Linked DNA regions of Mus musculus: region 2 is linked to region 1. A link is a contact called in public Hi-C data. All regions are on one chromosome and are shown on one strand. The core of a region is the stretch at or near the end of the contact, and the rest is flanking DNA. Distances in the headings are between cores, read along the strand shown. Region 1 has its middle 190 kb from the start of Gm36569. Region 2 has its middle 420 kb from the start of Gm36569.

The links. A called contact is a pair of places that touch in the nucleus more often than the background predicts.
Region 2: a Hi-C map of cortical neurons shows a contact between it and region 1, with 4 times the contacts expected there. The contact joins two enhancer-like sites. A contact is called at or near these places in 1 of 15 datasets of contacts at CTCF or cohesin (the NIH/3T3 cell line) and 16 of 484 Hi-C or Micro-C datasets (adipose-derived mesenchymal stem cells, cardiomyocytes, cerebral cortex and 7 more).

Annotation. Positions count from the first base shown.
Region 1 is chr3:80,075,315-80,082,630 of GRCm38.p6, forward strand. No RefSeq gene overlaps it. Among named protein-coding and RNA genes, the nearest start is that of Gm36569, 190 kb to the left of the region's middle. Within about 2 kb of position 4,692, at least 48 of the 459 cell types and tissues checked have an H3K27ac peak or open chromatin away from gene starts, as enhancers often do. A contact at or near this core is called in cortical neurons, where this site is marked.
Region 2 is chr3:80,306,649-80,314,227 of GRCm38.p6, forward strand. No RefSeq gene overlaps it. Among named protein-coding and RNA genes, the nearest start is that of Gm36569, 420 kb to the left of the region's middle. Within about 2 kb of position 4,418, at least 25 of the 459 cell types and tissues checked have an H3K27ac peak or open chromatin away from gene starts, as enhancers often do. A contact at or near this core is called in cortical neurons, where this site is marked.

The sequences.
Region 1 (7,316 bases), core at 3,442-5,941:
AAGGAACTAAAGGGAACCGCAACCCTATAGGTGGAACAACAATATGAACTAAGCAGTACCCCGGAGCTCTTGTCTCTAGCTGCATATGTATCAAAAGATGGCCTAGTCGGCCATCACTGCAAAGAGAGGCCCATTGGACTTGCAAACTTTATATGCCCCAGTACAGGGGAACACCAGGGCCAAAAAGGGGGAGTGGGTGGGTAGGGGAGTGGGGGTGGGTGGGTATGGGGGACTTTTGGTATAGCATTGGAAATGTAAATGAGCTAAATACCTAATAAAAAATGGAAAAAAAGAGCAACATTAAAAATGAAAGGTTCTCTTTTGGCTCACAGTTCCAGGAGCTTGATCCCAGTCTACAGAGTGCTTGTGTCCACATCAATTATGCAATGTAGGTAATCCTTCCTAGGCATGCCCAGAGGCTTGTTTCCATGGCGATTCCAGGTCTTTTCAAGTTGGCTCTGAAGATTAATCATCACAGGAGGTTTGACCATTGAGAAAAGTGTTATGACAAGAGAGACTGCTGGGTTTTCAAAAGACTCTTAGCTAAGTGAAAAACTATTTAATGCCAATATTACTGGCTGCAGTTGTTTGTAACTCTAATTAGTAGGATTTAGATTTTATATGACCAACTACTGGCATGGCACAAATTCAATGATTCCACACGAAAAATGACTCAGCATTCCTGGCTGTCAGGGTTGATGTTTTATATCATCTTTCTTTCCTGGATACCAAAAAGGGCCAAGGGTCTTCGGCTTTAGACTGCAGGCTCTATGGAGAACTTTCTTCATATCACCAGATTCTCATGTGTTTTCATGTCTAAATACTAAGTTATTTCAGCAGTTTTTTTCTAGATCCATGAGAGATGCCCTGCTCAGTCCCCAAGCCTTCATTTTTGTTTTCTTCCTTCCCAGCAGAAACTGAGAATTTTGCTTGGGTCCAACCAAAGCCTAGCTTTTGGCAAACAGACCTCTGTACTCCCCTGGTGCTATCAGTTGTCTTTACTGGGCTTCTCCTTGCAGCTCATCATTAGTTCTTCTGCTAACACGTGGTGGACAGCATTGTTTCCTCTGGGCCAACCTCACAATGGGTGTTATTGATTCGGGAATTCAGGAATGTATCTGTTCTCACCTTAGCAAGCAGTCTCTGCATGGAAGATGGAATCAAAAGCATAGATGTGAGGAAACCATCAAAGAAGAAGAATTTTGGTGACAGACTTACTTTGAGAAGCTCTGCCTGTCAGAGCTCTTCTGCTCTCATCCAGGTGGCAAGATGGCTGCTTCTGTCCTAAACACCAAGGCAGAAGAACTGAGGTGATGCGAATAACTAGTGCTTTATGTGTTTGCCGCATGTTGTCTATGGATCATTGTTTGTAGTTGGAAAATGAAATGCATGTAGGAAAGGTTTAAAGAGAAGCCGGCTCAGCAGAAGCACCATTCGGTAGCTGCTTGCATGTAAATATGTCTTGCTCTAATATAATTCTATAAACACTCTCATTTATAAGTTAGAGAGCCACTTGCATTTGGTTGATTTTTTTTTTCAACCCAGCAGAAAATTTGTCTTCAAAATTCCTTCCTATGGCTAAAAGTACAATTAGCCTGAAAACAATTTGTCCTAATGACAAACTGACACCAGTTAAGATGAAGAACTTGAACAAATGTATGCTTCTTTCATTAAGAAAAAGAATCTGTCCTGACACATACTCAATATCAAAGTGCTCTCCATTCTTCCCATTAATTTATTTATTGAATTTATGAAGAGCTTTCTCCTGTACTGTAGTGACTCAATTTGATTTTATTCAGCTTTACGTCTGTCATAGTTCATATTTGTCTATCTGAAGATATCAATCATGGGTAGATTTTATTTGATAAGAGCATAATTCTCTGTTTTACATTCTCATAAATATATTGTATTTGGATGGCAAGGAGAAATTAATGTGTTACTGCAAGATTCTGAACTCATATTTGAAGGCTTTTGCTGTTTAATGCGTTAGTTGTGCCATATATCAATACTGCAAAGTAGATAAACTTACACTGTTTGTGCTTATTTTTATTTTCTTCTTTTCCATTGACTTCAAATATTATTGCTCCATATGCAGATTAGCAAAAATATGAAAGTGAAAGATTTGCGTATTTGCAATATTTTCTTCTCTCTAAGTTTGAGCTGGTGTGTGTGTGTGTTGGTTTGTTTTATTTTGTGATAGGGTTTCACTATGCAGCTCTGGCTAGTCTGGAACTTTTTATGTAAACCAGGTTGGCCTCAAACTCACAAAGATCTGCCTGTCTCTGTCTCTTGAGTGTTGGGATTAAGGGAGTGTATTAACAAATCCAGCATACATGTTTTATATTCTTGAAAAGGAGTAATGCTATTTAACTTGCTGCACTGAACAGATGAACTTGAGGCAGGCTATTCCTCTTTATTAGCTTAAGTGAACAGTACTAAAATTCTAGAAGTTTCCACTCACCTGTGGGAGGATGAGAAACACAATAGGGAGTGAAAAGACAGAGGTCTGGTGAGGCTGCATCGATACTAATGTGTGAGCGCTTTATAACACAAAGCAAAAGGGTGGAACATAGGCTCTCATTGGTCAAGCTTTCAGTGCTAAAAGAGCCAGAATCCTTTGAAGTCATAAGCTGGGGTCAAGTTTCTCATGTCACTGTATAGCAGAGACCAAGGAGGTTACCAATGATGGCTGTGGTTTCAGGCTCTGAAAGAAGATGGCTTCCAATAAAGCATTTCATAGTTGCTAATGTGTAGCAGCATCTCATGAATAAAGAGGCCACGATGCTGGTGTTGATGAGGACTCTGAACAAGAATGCGTTCTAAGTGGTGGTTTGCATGGGAATGCCTCCCATAGGCTCAACTCATATGTTTGAATACGTGACCCCCAAATGATGGGACTGTTTGGGAAGGATTAGGAGGTATAGCCTTGTTGGAGGAGGTGTGCATTTGAGGGTGAGCTTTGCATTTTAAAATCCCATGCCATTCCCAGTTAGCCCTCTCTGCCTTGCATTTGTGGACCAAGATGCAAGGTCTCAGCTACTGCTTTAACTGCAGCCATGCCAGCCTGACGGCTGCAGTGCCATAATGGTCATGGACTCACCCTCTGAAACTATAACCCCAAATAAATTCTTCTATAAGTTGTCTTGGCCATGGCATCTCTTGTGCCACCAATAGAAAAGTAATGAAAAGGTGACATTTTAGATTGGGTTTTCCTTTTGTTTTAGTTTCATTTTTTGGTTGTTGCTCTTTTTACCTTTTGAGATAGGCTCTCTCTAAATTGCTGGCCTTCAATTCAATTGTCTCTGCAGGAAGCAGATCTTGAACTTGTGATCTGCCTGCCTTGGCCTCCTGAGTAGCTAGGATCACTGGTCTGTGCCATCACTCCTGTCTATCTTGTGTTGCAAGAAACTTTCTGAAATGCTCACATATCTGGGGGACTAAGTTTCTGGGAGCAGGTAGCATAGTTCTGAATGTGAAAAGGTCCTTGTTCTCCTTTTAATGTTAAGTCCACTGAGTTTAGATCAGTGCAACTATGAAATGAAGGTAACCTTTACAACTTCTTATAGCTTATGGCTGCCCACCCCCATTCTTTCTATTATCTGCTGAAAATAAAAGCCTGAAGGTGGAGATCTATATTGCTTTTAAGAGCATATTGACGCACTGAGCTGGAAATGGCAGTGCTTTTAATAAGGTACCAATGACACAAATACTATCAAAATGTTAGTTTTGTGGTCCTTTACTTAGAGCAGTGTGGTGTTTTGGTAAATAATATTTAAACTCAGAGCAGTAATTAAGTTACATGACCATGCCTCATGACAGTCTGTTAATATTCTCTTCATTATGGAATTTGGCCTTCAGTGTCCAAAGGGGAACAAGGAGTCACCATCAAATTTGCTAATAAGGGATTAAGTAGAAACTTGACAGCTGCTAATCAACTGGCCGTGCCTTTTGGGTGTTGCTGGAAGTCATATCGAAACTGTTTTATTCCCTTATTAGTGCTGGGGTGAAAGGGGATACTAGGTATGTTCTCTGCCTCTGAGTCCCAAGTCCAGCCTGTCTCTGTCTCTGTCTCTGTCTCTGTCTCTGTCTCTGTCTCTCCTCTCCTCTGTCTCTCTCTCTCTCTCTCGCACCCCCTCCCACTCCTCCATTCTGTCTCACAGTTGTATTTGAACTTTTGACCCTCCTGTCTCAGCCTCCTGAATAGGTAAGATCCCAGTCCTGCATGGTGCTAAGTCAAAGTGGCTCCAACTTTATGGAGATAGTCAATTTGCATAGGAGTTTCTTAGAGAGAGACTAATATTCTCTAAGGTTTACCAAGTACATCAGTCTCTGACTTGGTCCAATTTAGCTTGTGGATTTAGCATGCCGATTAAATCTGAGGAGAGAATTTAGTTACCAAGTTTTTCTTTTCGAATCATTTCGAATTTTAAGTATACACATTTTGCAAGTCCTTCTTTTACAGACAGCTTTAGGTTGGATGCTGAAGGAGAGAGAGGATAACAGAAACGAGAAAAAGCTAAAGGGATGTGTAAGGAATAGAAGAAGGCTAAAAAGCTGAAGAACGGCAGAGAGGTTAGTGAGAGGGGAAAAAAAAAACAAAAAAACAAAAAAACAGAGAGTACGGAGTACAGGCTCTGCGCCACTAGAGGGCAGGGCAGCACTGGGTAGAACGCCATCTTTAGCAAGTTCTTCCCCCTCTAAAAAGAAACCTGGGGCTGAAAATGAGAAAGGGAAGAGGGAAGGCATGGAGGAAATTAGGAACGAAGGGAGTGCAGTTGGGTGTAAGACAAGTTTCTTTTCAGATTCAAGCACGAGAGCAAGAGGAAGAGAGGAAGGATCATTTTTCTGTACCCTGACAAGACTTAAAGTGAATGTTTCCCAGCACCTGAAAGGCAGGGACTGAAAGACTACCATTTGTTGCTCACCTAAGGATTTTCCCCCTCTTCTTCCCGGAAATGCTCAATCTTAACAATAGATCTTTCCAAGAACTGTCTGGGAAGTATAAATAGCTGGCTGCAGCTACAGTTTGAGATTTTGACGTTGCTGTCTATTTCTTCTGCTTCTGGTTTTTACAGAGGATTTTTTTTTTTCTCCCAAGTCTCCGTCCGACGCAGCCAACTGAAACAATGTTTTTTTTCCTTTTTCTTTTTTCCCTAGACAAGTAATTTAAAGACCTAACATTTTCCTCTACAGGGAGGGCGTCGACAATAGCAACTCATTGTTTTTAAGTGATTTCATTTAAATCCACATAAAACAAGATGAAGTACGTCACAATGACCCCCTCCTCTTTTTAAGGTTATAACCTATTTTAATGACTGCTTTGATATACGTCGCATGGCATCTTAAAAATTCAGAAACGGATGTCTCTGAATTTAGATTTAGAATCAAGATATGCAGCTTTTAGTACAACATGCTTTTGAGAGAATTGTAAAGATGGCGTCTTGTTAGGGCTTAACAAGAGACGAGCTAAAAAGGCTCCACTGTTCAGTGGAAATAGCTTGCTCCCATCTTCAGTATCTAAAAACTGCGTGTGTGTTTTATTCAATCATTACTTAAAAATTAAGACACTGTTGGGGACCAGAGATAAAATGTGTCTGGAATGTTTTTGGTGAATGTTTCAAGACTGAGAGAAAGTCCTTTTAGAAAGGAATTTGACTATAGGTGGCTCTTGCTTTAAATAGTAGCTGTACCCTCTGAAACATATCTGTCAATTGATTTTTTTCTAAATGGAATTATGTTTTTTTATTGACTCATGAAAATTTCAGAAGTGCTTTTTATTATTTTCCAGTGATATCTACATTTAGCTTTGAGGTTTTTCTTCCTTGCAAGTAAACAATATGAAAACATTCCCAGAAGCGCAATGTTTGTAAAATGTAGGCCTCGGTTTCAGTTGTCTGCAAACAGTTTCTCTGTTCTTTATGTGTTTCAGTCAGGGATTGAATTTTTGGGCAAAGCTAAGCCATTGCTGTGTGTAAACATAGGTCTTGGTTATCGTAGCATTCAGACTGCTCTCAGGCCACTTTTAAAGACACATAAGCCATCATTTCCAGGCCTCACTTCCAGTCTTCAGTGTGATGTAACAGCTGTCTCTTGTTTAGTAGAGGAAATGTCTGAGAGGAAAAACAGTTCCCGAGTTATCCTGTCTACAGACAGCTCTTCCACTATCATTTCCTCATTAGCTGAGAAGCGTGGCAGCATGACTTTGTCGGGAAAGAACAACGATGCTCTTTTCCTGCGACCAGGGAATTTAGAGCTGGGGAAGACGCTTCTTCAAGGCTACCAGGTTTGTTTTAAATTCATAAAATAACCCATTCCCTAAAAGAAGAATGGTAGAATGTCAAAGCTGTTCAGTAAAACACAACTATTTAAACCAAGTGTCAGGTGGGTAGTTAGTTACTCTGGAGACTTTTCTCCCAAAAGAATTTGGAATACACTAACACTAGGTATGAAAAAAGTAAATAAACAAAGAATGAGAAATATATCTTTCATCACGTTTACATGCAGATAAAATCAACTTAAGCACAGAACATGGATAATTTGTAAATGTCAATTTCTTTAAAAAGTGAATCTAAATTTTATGAATTTAAAAATTTGTCACATAGCTTGTGTGTACTACCCCTAGATTAAAATGGCCAAATGTTGACTACAGTCATCATAGAACCAAAGCTGAGCCAATTAGGATTTACCAGTCTTCTTTCTTTCTTCATACAACTGTCTCAGCATGGTAGTAAAGGTTCTTCATCCCAGCTAAGAAGGTAGGGGCATATGGAACTCTGTGAGTTCAAGATCTGCCTGTGTCTACACAGTGAGTTCCAGGACAGACAGGGCTACCTAGTGAAACTCTATCTCAAAAGACAAAAAACAAAATAAAACAACAACAAAAAAATTCAAAGATTGTGTTTTGTGAGAGATTCCCAATAAATTAACACAGCCAAAATTGAGGAGTTATTGTTTAAATTTATTTGAGAGGCTACTAGTAAGATATTAATTTTACTATCATTACTTCTGTTATTATTTCTATGGATAAAACATGCTTGTTATTTCACTTGACATGTTTTCTGGTTCCACAGGAAGATGCAGACAATGGAGTACAGATACATAATACCCCACTGTATATCTACAACATATTCTCTATCCATTCACCTGGCTGGTTCTACATCCAGGTTATGACATGTATGCACCTTTCCTTACTCTGGTTTCATTTCCTTTGAAGAGATGCTCCAAAGTGAGATAGCTGGGTCATATAGCAGTCCTATATTGAGTTTTATTTGTAAAGAACTTCTATATTATTCTCTATAATTGTCATACTATAATTC
Region 2 (7,579 bases), core at 3,168-5,667, 230 kb after region 1:
AAATCCTCCTGCTATTTTCCTTTCTCAACATAACACTTTTATTGATTCCCTGGGAATTTCACATCACATATCCCTATCACATTCACTTACCAGTCTTTCAATGTTCCTCCCACAGATCCCTCACTCCAAAACAAGTAAAATTAAAAATAAGAATAAAAAATAAGGAAAAAGTGCAATTTGTGTTATCTATTGACTCACTGGAGCATGGCCAAACATTCAGTGGTCTGCCCTTCCAAAATAGAAATGTAAAATGGCCATAGAACTTAGTAGTTTCCCAAACCTTATCACCATTGACTCCATGATAGAATTACAACTTAGGCCACAAAGCTCAGCTTGTAGACAGCACCACCTGCCAAAAGAAAAACAAAGCACAAAAAGACACATGGCTTCAGTCATTTTTTTTTTTTCAAAACACTTGTATGGAACCAAACGCCACAGTTCAGTGGTAACACATAGCCTTTTCTAGGTCTGGACCATAAAGAAGTTAGCATAATATTCATAATCCATTTACATTGTGCCTGTAGTTTCCATTTGGTCTGTACACAGGCATGTGATAATTGGCTTCAGTAACCACAAAAGCAGTGTCCTTGTTTCAGAACTGGCTTTTTGTCTGACTTCAGGCCAGGACATGGACAGTGGGGAGAGGTGATGCATGTCTCATGAAGGGTGAGTAATGGCTGCTCAATTAGAACATCAGTAAGTTATTTTCATACATATAAATATGTGTGATTGACAGACTTAAGATCTTTATCTTGTTTTTTTTTTGGGCAAAATTGAATAAAGCAAATTGATGGATACAGATACAGACTGAGCCGAAATAGACTAAATTTCAAACATAAGAAACGTACAGTGACCTCCACAAAGTGATCCTCCTGGCTAAGCTATACTCCCCCACAGGTGTGTAGGCAGTTGCTTATTAGCACAAGGACTGACTTAACCTTCTGTGTTCAACTATGGTGTTGGGAAGCTGCTCACTTTAAGTATAAAAATGTGAATGCAAGTGATCTTTTTTATTCTTAATTCCTGAGATTGTATCATCCCACTGAAAAGGCCAAGAGATTAAAAACTAGATGAATCACTCTGTAATAAAAGCATCCAGGCGTCAGTGAGTTTAAGTACCATTTACAAGGAAGGAGTAGGAGTAAGAGGGATGTAATTCCACAGAGGAAGAAGTAGTCCTCCGAACTGCACCTGTCAACAGAATCTGTTTTAGAATGTGCTTGCAGACGAAGTTTAAATGGTTTAGCAGGTACCAGGAGGCATGCTATTAACAGTGGATAATGGAAAATAATCTCCGAAAAGTATTTGCTTTTCTACTTGATATGCACTTTGTGTAGCAACCAACCAGAGTGGGCATATTATAATTCTCATGCTGTGCTAATTTAATTATGTTCTCTATTTACAGAGCTTACCAAAAGATTTTATGGTAGAGTCAGAATGTTTTGCAGGGAAGGGCATTTTGATTTGTTCTAGTTTATTTGCAGGAAAAAAAATTAACCTACATTACAAACAAACTCCTCTTCATGCAAGAGGGTTAAGCAGATAGAAACAGATACAGTAAAGGGTATGTGTCAGAGGAGGCATGATTCACCATGTAGCACAAAATGTGACCCTAACTCTTCCGATGCATAGTGTTCTGCTTCAAGTTCTAACATTTGTAACACTGTCAGGAGCCCTGTATGGCATCTGCTGCCCAAGCATGTCATCTAGATGTTGGGAGCAGACTCATGGAATGCCCTTCCAGGCACAAGGGAAAGATATCATAAGAAGGTAGAGAGTACACTGATGGCATGACAGTCTTCTGTTTGCACATGCATTGGAGACATGTTCCTTTTTCCAAAGCCCGCCTGACTACCAAACATGGCCAAAGTCAGGATTGTGGGATTGGTCCTGTAAGAGGAACAGCCAATATTCTGACCATCCTCTTCACTATGGTCCAAAGGTAGCTGATGGGATCTTTCAAACTTAAATTCAAGCCCCATGTCAGCAACATCATGATCTTTAAGGAGGATAATGCATGGAAAATGTTATCTGACACATAGAAACATAGTGTGCGTCATCATTATAGCTAAGGTCTGTTTAAAGATAATGGGAGTTTTGTTGGTCTTGTAGTGGGTTTTTTTTTTTTGTTATTGTTTGGTAAATGCTTTTTGTTTCTTTTTTTGTGCTACTGATATTTTTTAATTTAGATGAAAGAATTTAGATTGAAGATCCAAATGCTTCCAGAGACCTGATGGAAACTAGCAATACTCCCTTTTTCTTCATACTTTAGGAGGGGCAGAGAAAGGGTCAGGGAAAGAAGTAGCATACAGTTTCTTCCTTCCTCCCTTCCTTTCTTTTTCTGTAATAATAAAACCTCAAAATTCTAGTTAATTGATTATAGTTAATCTAATTAAAGTAGCATTCAACGGCAAACTTTTGCTTTAAAATTGAATAAGGATTTGCAAAGTTATTCATGTTTTTCTGTCTGTTAGCTTTAGAGAATCTTTAGAATCTAAATTTCTGTTTTCAGTACAAAACATTGCTCAAAGCACCTGACTAGTGATTCTCTTTACAGCCACAGTCACACAGTGGATCGTGCTTGGGGACTCTTATGGAAGAATGGGAGGACGGATTGCAGCCTCTAAGGGGATAAGAACTCCATGGGAAGAAAAACAGAGTCAACTAACCTGGACCATTGGGGTTCTTAGAGACCACCAACCAATGAACATACACAGACTGGACCTAGGACTTCCTGTATATATGTGACAGATATGAAGCCTGGTTTTCATGTGGGTCTGAAACAACTGAAGTGGGAACTGTTCCAAAGGGTGTTGCCTGTATGTGGAATATGTTCTTCTAGGTAAGCTGCCTTGTCTGGACTAAGTGGAAGAGAATGTGCTTAGCCTCACAAAAACTAGATGTGGGAGTGTAGGGGGAGGATACCCAGAGTGCCCCAACTTGGTCTGAGAAGGGGATGGGAGATAATGGGGGAAAGGATCTTGGAAAGGGGTGGCGAGAAAGGGGACAGTGAATGGGATGTAAAGCAAATAAGAAAAAAACCAAAAAACAAAAAACCAAAATCCCTAAGGATAGTGTTGACCTTCAAAAAATAATTCTCTAATTCTCCTACTAAAACAATATTGAAATATGATTTCAAAGGAGTATGTGATAAAGAGACCAGAGAGCTTATCTGGGTATTAGGTTAAGTACTTTAGAATTAATTTTTACATTTAGAAAATACTTCTGTATTGGTAAAATGATAACATTTCAGGAATCAATATTCATAAGACTTCCTTGAATTTGACTAACAAATGGCTAGACTATCTTTGAAATATTAAAGGTTACAGTAAATAAAGGTGAGGGGAGAACGTTTTAAATGACCAGAAAACATGATCCTTACATGTAAAATTCATAAGCAAATTTTTCATGAAATACCTGGCCTTTCTCTGTGCTGACATTTGGGGTTGAGTTTTGGCCTTGTTTCAGGGTCACTGGTTAAATGCCAGAGGTTTCACGCATCAAAGGCCAACAACTCTGGCTTCAATGAACACAGCGCTGTCAATTAAGCTTTCTGTGCTCCCCAGCCCCTTCCTGGACAGAGCAAAACTCCAATACACAAAAGTAAGTTAGAGGGCGCTTTTTAGGAAATTAGAAAATTATAGTGAGTATTTCAAAAATAAACTTGCTAGTACACATTCTCCACTTTAATAGTGACAAGATTCACACCTGTATAACTGTCATAATTTGAACCCTCACTGCTCAGTTCTCCAGTCTTCAAGAACCACCAAAGCTCAGGCTTCTCCTGGGATACTGTGAGGCAGGATGGTATTGCTTAACCTCTCTGTTACTTTGAAGCCTCTTCTAACAGCCATTGATTATCTCCTGGCACCGCAGCTTGAATGTGATCCACTTTCCAATCCCACAGTTGACCCCTATTTCCCTGGCAGCATCAAAGTTGCCTGATGTCAAGACGTGCATGTCTCCACGCTCCGGTGTGTTCTGTTCTCACCTTTCTTTCTCCCTTCCTCTTCACCCATGCTCCATTTTTCTATCACAATTCTATCAGCATGACTCACGGCTCTCTATTTTATCTATTCTATGTACCTTTGGGTATGAGAAACAAAGTGAGGTTGGAAATATCATCAATAGGGAAGCATGAAGAAGGGGAATTGCCTATCACACTCGCAGAACACATGGGGAGAAAGCAGAAGCAATCTCCTCAGCCAGTGGAGTGCGTAATCAGCACTCACTAAAACCTTGACTTCACTTGGCTTTCCAGTGCTGTGCAGTTGAGGGGTGTGCAAAACAGTTCCATTTCAATCCCTGCTTTCACTCCCAGGGGAAAAATAAATTCAGAAAACTCGGGTCCAACTCTCTAACATATATTTCTTATGAATACCAAATTGTGTGCTAGGATGTGGCCATGGAAACAGGAATACAGTGTGGCTTCAGACACATTAAAGTCAGAAAGATATATAAAGTACAAAGCACTCTATTGAATGCACTGAGGATTAAAAATAGGCAAGAAGAGAATCACTTATAAATTTATAAATGGAATGATTTATACATTTTCTTAGTATTTTTGTAGCATTTATGATAGTATAGGCAGGCACCCATATTTAAAGTGCCTTCTCCTAGATGGCCCACCTCATTCATTAGAAATTATAATGTTGTCAATGTGCCCTGTAGAAACAGTGCTTAAATAACAATAAAACAGATATGTACTCGATGCATTTTGTGCTGCATAGTACACAATGAAGGAAGGTAGATTTTGCATTTTGGATAGAAGTTTATTATAGAATTATACGCATAATGAAATTATAGAGCACACATTTGCTCCCAAGAGCAGAGAGTGAAAAGGAGACAGGTGAATGTGTGGAACTGATGACTTTATAGGGGCTCAGTGTAGAGGAATGAGAGTGTGAAGTTCCAGCCATTGATAGTGTGTGTGTGTGTGTGTGTGTGTGTGTGTGTGCTTAATCACAGGAGTCTCACCTAGTGTTCTTGGCGAGGGCAGGAAACCCTCTTACTTGCATGAAAATCAGTAACCATTCCTTCTTTGGTAGGCTTTCTCTCAGAGAAACTACTTAACCAGAGCCTAACCTGCTAAGAATTCAGAGCCTTGCTTTTGGGGAGTAAGAGAAGTGTCTATGTACTATAGCAGCCACCGGATTTTATGGAACAACTGGAAACACTCAGACTCTGGGAATGTTCCCAGCACAGAACCATAGACTCTTTGAATGAGTAAATACTAACTGGAATCTGAAGGCATCCCAAAGGCAAAATTGCTAAAGGCTTAGTCACCAGACTGTGGTGTTAGTGGGGGATAGAATATTATAGGAGGGTCAGGTCACTGGAGTGCTCCTTTGAAGGGGATTGTGGATACAAGCTCTTGTCCATTTCTCTCTTTGTTCCATGGTTATGATGTAGAGGGAAGATTTACTCTGTCACGTGCTTCCTGCTCTACCATAGGCTCAAAGCAATATGGCCAACTAACTTGCTCTGTGAGCTGTGCAACCACTAGTTATTTCATCTATTTCAAGTGGATTATATAAGATATTTTGTCACCTTCTTGAAAAGCCAACTCTCACAGTTCCTTATCTCCCTGTCTACACATGACTAGAAACATGTTTATAGAAGTTGCTTTCACACAATACTTGCTTTGAACTACCAAAAGATTGAAATCATTTGTAATATAGGAGAATTCGGACAAAAAACAAAAACCACTTGATTTGTAGTCATGTCCTTGGATGCAAGGTGAGGGGAGTCATTTTTCTTTTCTAACAGCACTCTGCCAAGCGGGATGGGGGTGGGTAGGGGAGGTGGGGGGGTTGATTTTGCTAGTGTGAATCTTTCCAGAGGAGAATGATGAAAGAAAGCCTAAGTGAAGTTAAGACAGCCATGATCACTGCAGTTTCCAAGGACTGATAAAGAACTGAATTAATGATTTATATGCTTATGAAACTTCCAAAATGTGAAAAGGTGTTGATGTGAAATTCAGGACCTTAAGACTAAATTAATGAGTCTGAAGAAGGAAAGTGATAAAGACTTGAGGCTGGGGATTAGAAAGCCTCAACTTCAGTTTTCATGCGATTGATGATGAAGTTTTCTCTTCAAGATTTCTTAAGCTAATTCTTTACTTAAAGTCTGATGCTTTTGTTGATAACTTTAAAAAGTTCTGCTTTCAAAGAATGTCTTGATTCTAGTCAGTCTGCTTGGAACATACAAACCTGCACAGGTGAGTTGTGTGCAGTTCCCTGAGCCCCATGTACTATCTCTGGGCTTGTTTTTCAGTTCTGGTGACCATTGTGGGACCCTCAGAGCCTCCTATTATTCTGTAGAAAACTGAGGAGATCACAAGAAATACTAATTTGGAACATTTCTCTACCTGTGCCTTGCCAGTGAGGTCTACCTGAGGCACAGCCAGCATAGTCCGTTACCCTAAACTTTATTGTCTGTCCCACATCCCACTCCTCCTTTTCCTGAGAAATCCTGCTGCCATCTGAAACATCTAGCCAAAACCAGGGAAAACTAGAAGCCTAAAGGACAGTGTATTGGCACAATCAACAAGTCTCAGGGCAACAGGCACTGCTAGAGCCCAGATATCCTGCTTCAGCACAACCTGTTTATCCTAAGGAAACTGAAGCACAAGGAAAGGATCTTTAATCCTATTTTATAAAGATAATAAGGACCTTTTAAAAGGACATGGATAAATAACTTAAGGGAATAAAGGAAAATACATTCAAACAGGTAGAGGCATTAAAAGAGGAAGCAAATAAATATAATGAAATACAGAAAATAAAATTAAACAAGTGAAGCATATAAATAAAACTGCCCAAGACATGAAAAAGGAAGTTGTAGTAAAGAAAACACAAACTGAGGCAATCCTGGAGATGGGACACTTAGGAAAGGGAACAAGAACTACAGACATAAGCCTCACCAACAGAATATAGGAGATGGAAGAGAGAATCCGAGATAGAAGATATAGTGATTTCTTCTATCATATATTTTAAAAAGTTCATAGCATAAAACATTCAGGAAATCTGGGACACTATGAAAGACCAAACCTAAGAATAATAAGAATAAAAGAAAGAGATTACCACCTCAAAGGCCCAGAAAACATCTTCAACAAAATTATAAAGGAAAACTTATCTTAACCTAAAGAAAGAGATACTTATTAACGTACAAGAAGCTTACAGAACACCAAATAGATTGGACAAGAAAAGAAAATATTCCTCTCACAAAATAATCAAAACATTAAATATTCCAAACTAGAAAAGAATTAAATCTGCATTTTTAAAATGGCCAAGTAACATATAAAGGCAAACCTATCAGAATTACATGTGCTTTTTCATCTGAGATTCTAAAAGCTAGAAGGACTTGGGCAGAGGTCTTGCAGACATTAAAAGACAACAGATGTCAGCCCAGACTACTATACCCAGAAAAACTTTCAATCACCATAGGTGGAGAAACTGAGATATTCTTAAAAAAACAAAAACAAAAAAGTAATTTAAATAATACTTTTCTACTAACCCAGATCTACAGAGAATACTAGAAGGAAAACTCCAACTCAAGGAGACTAACAACACTCAAGAAT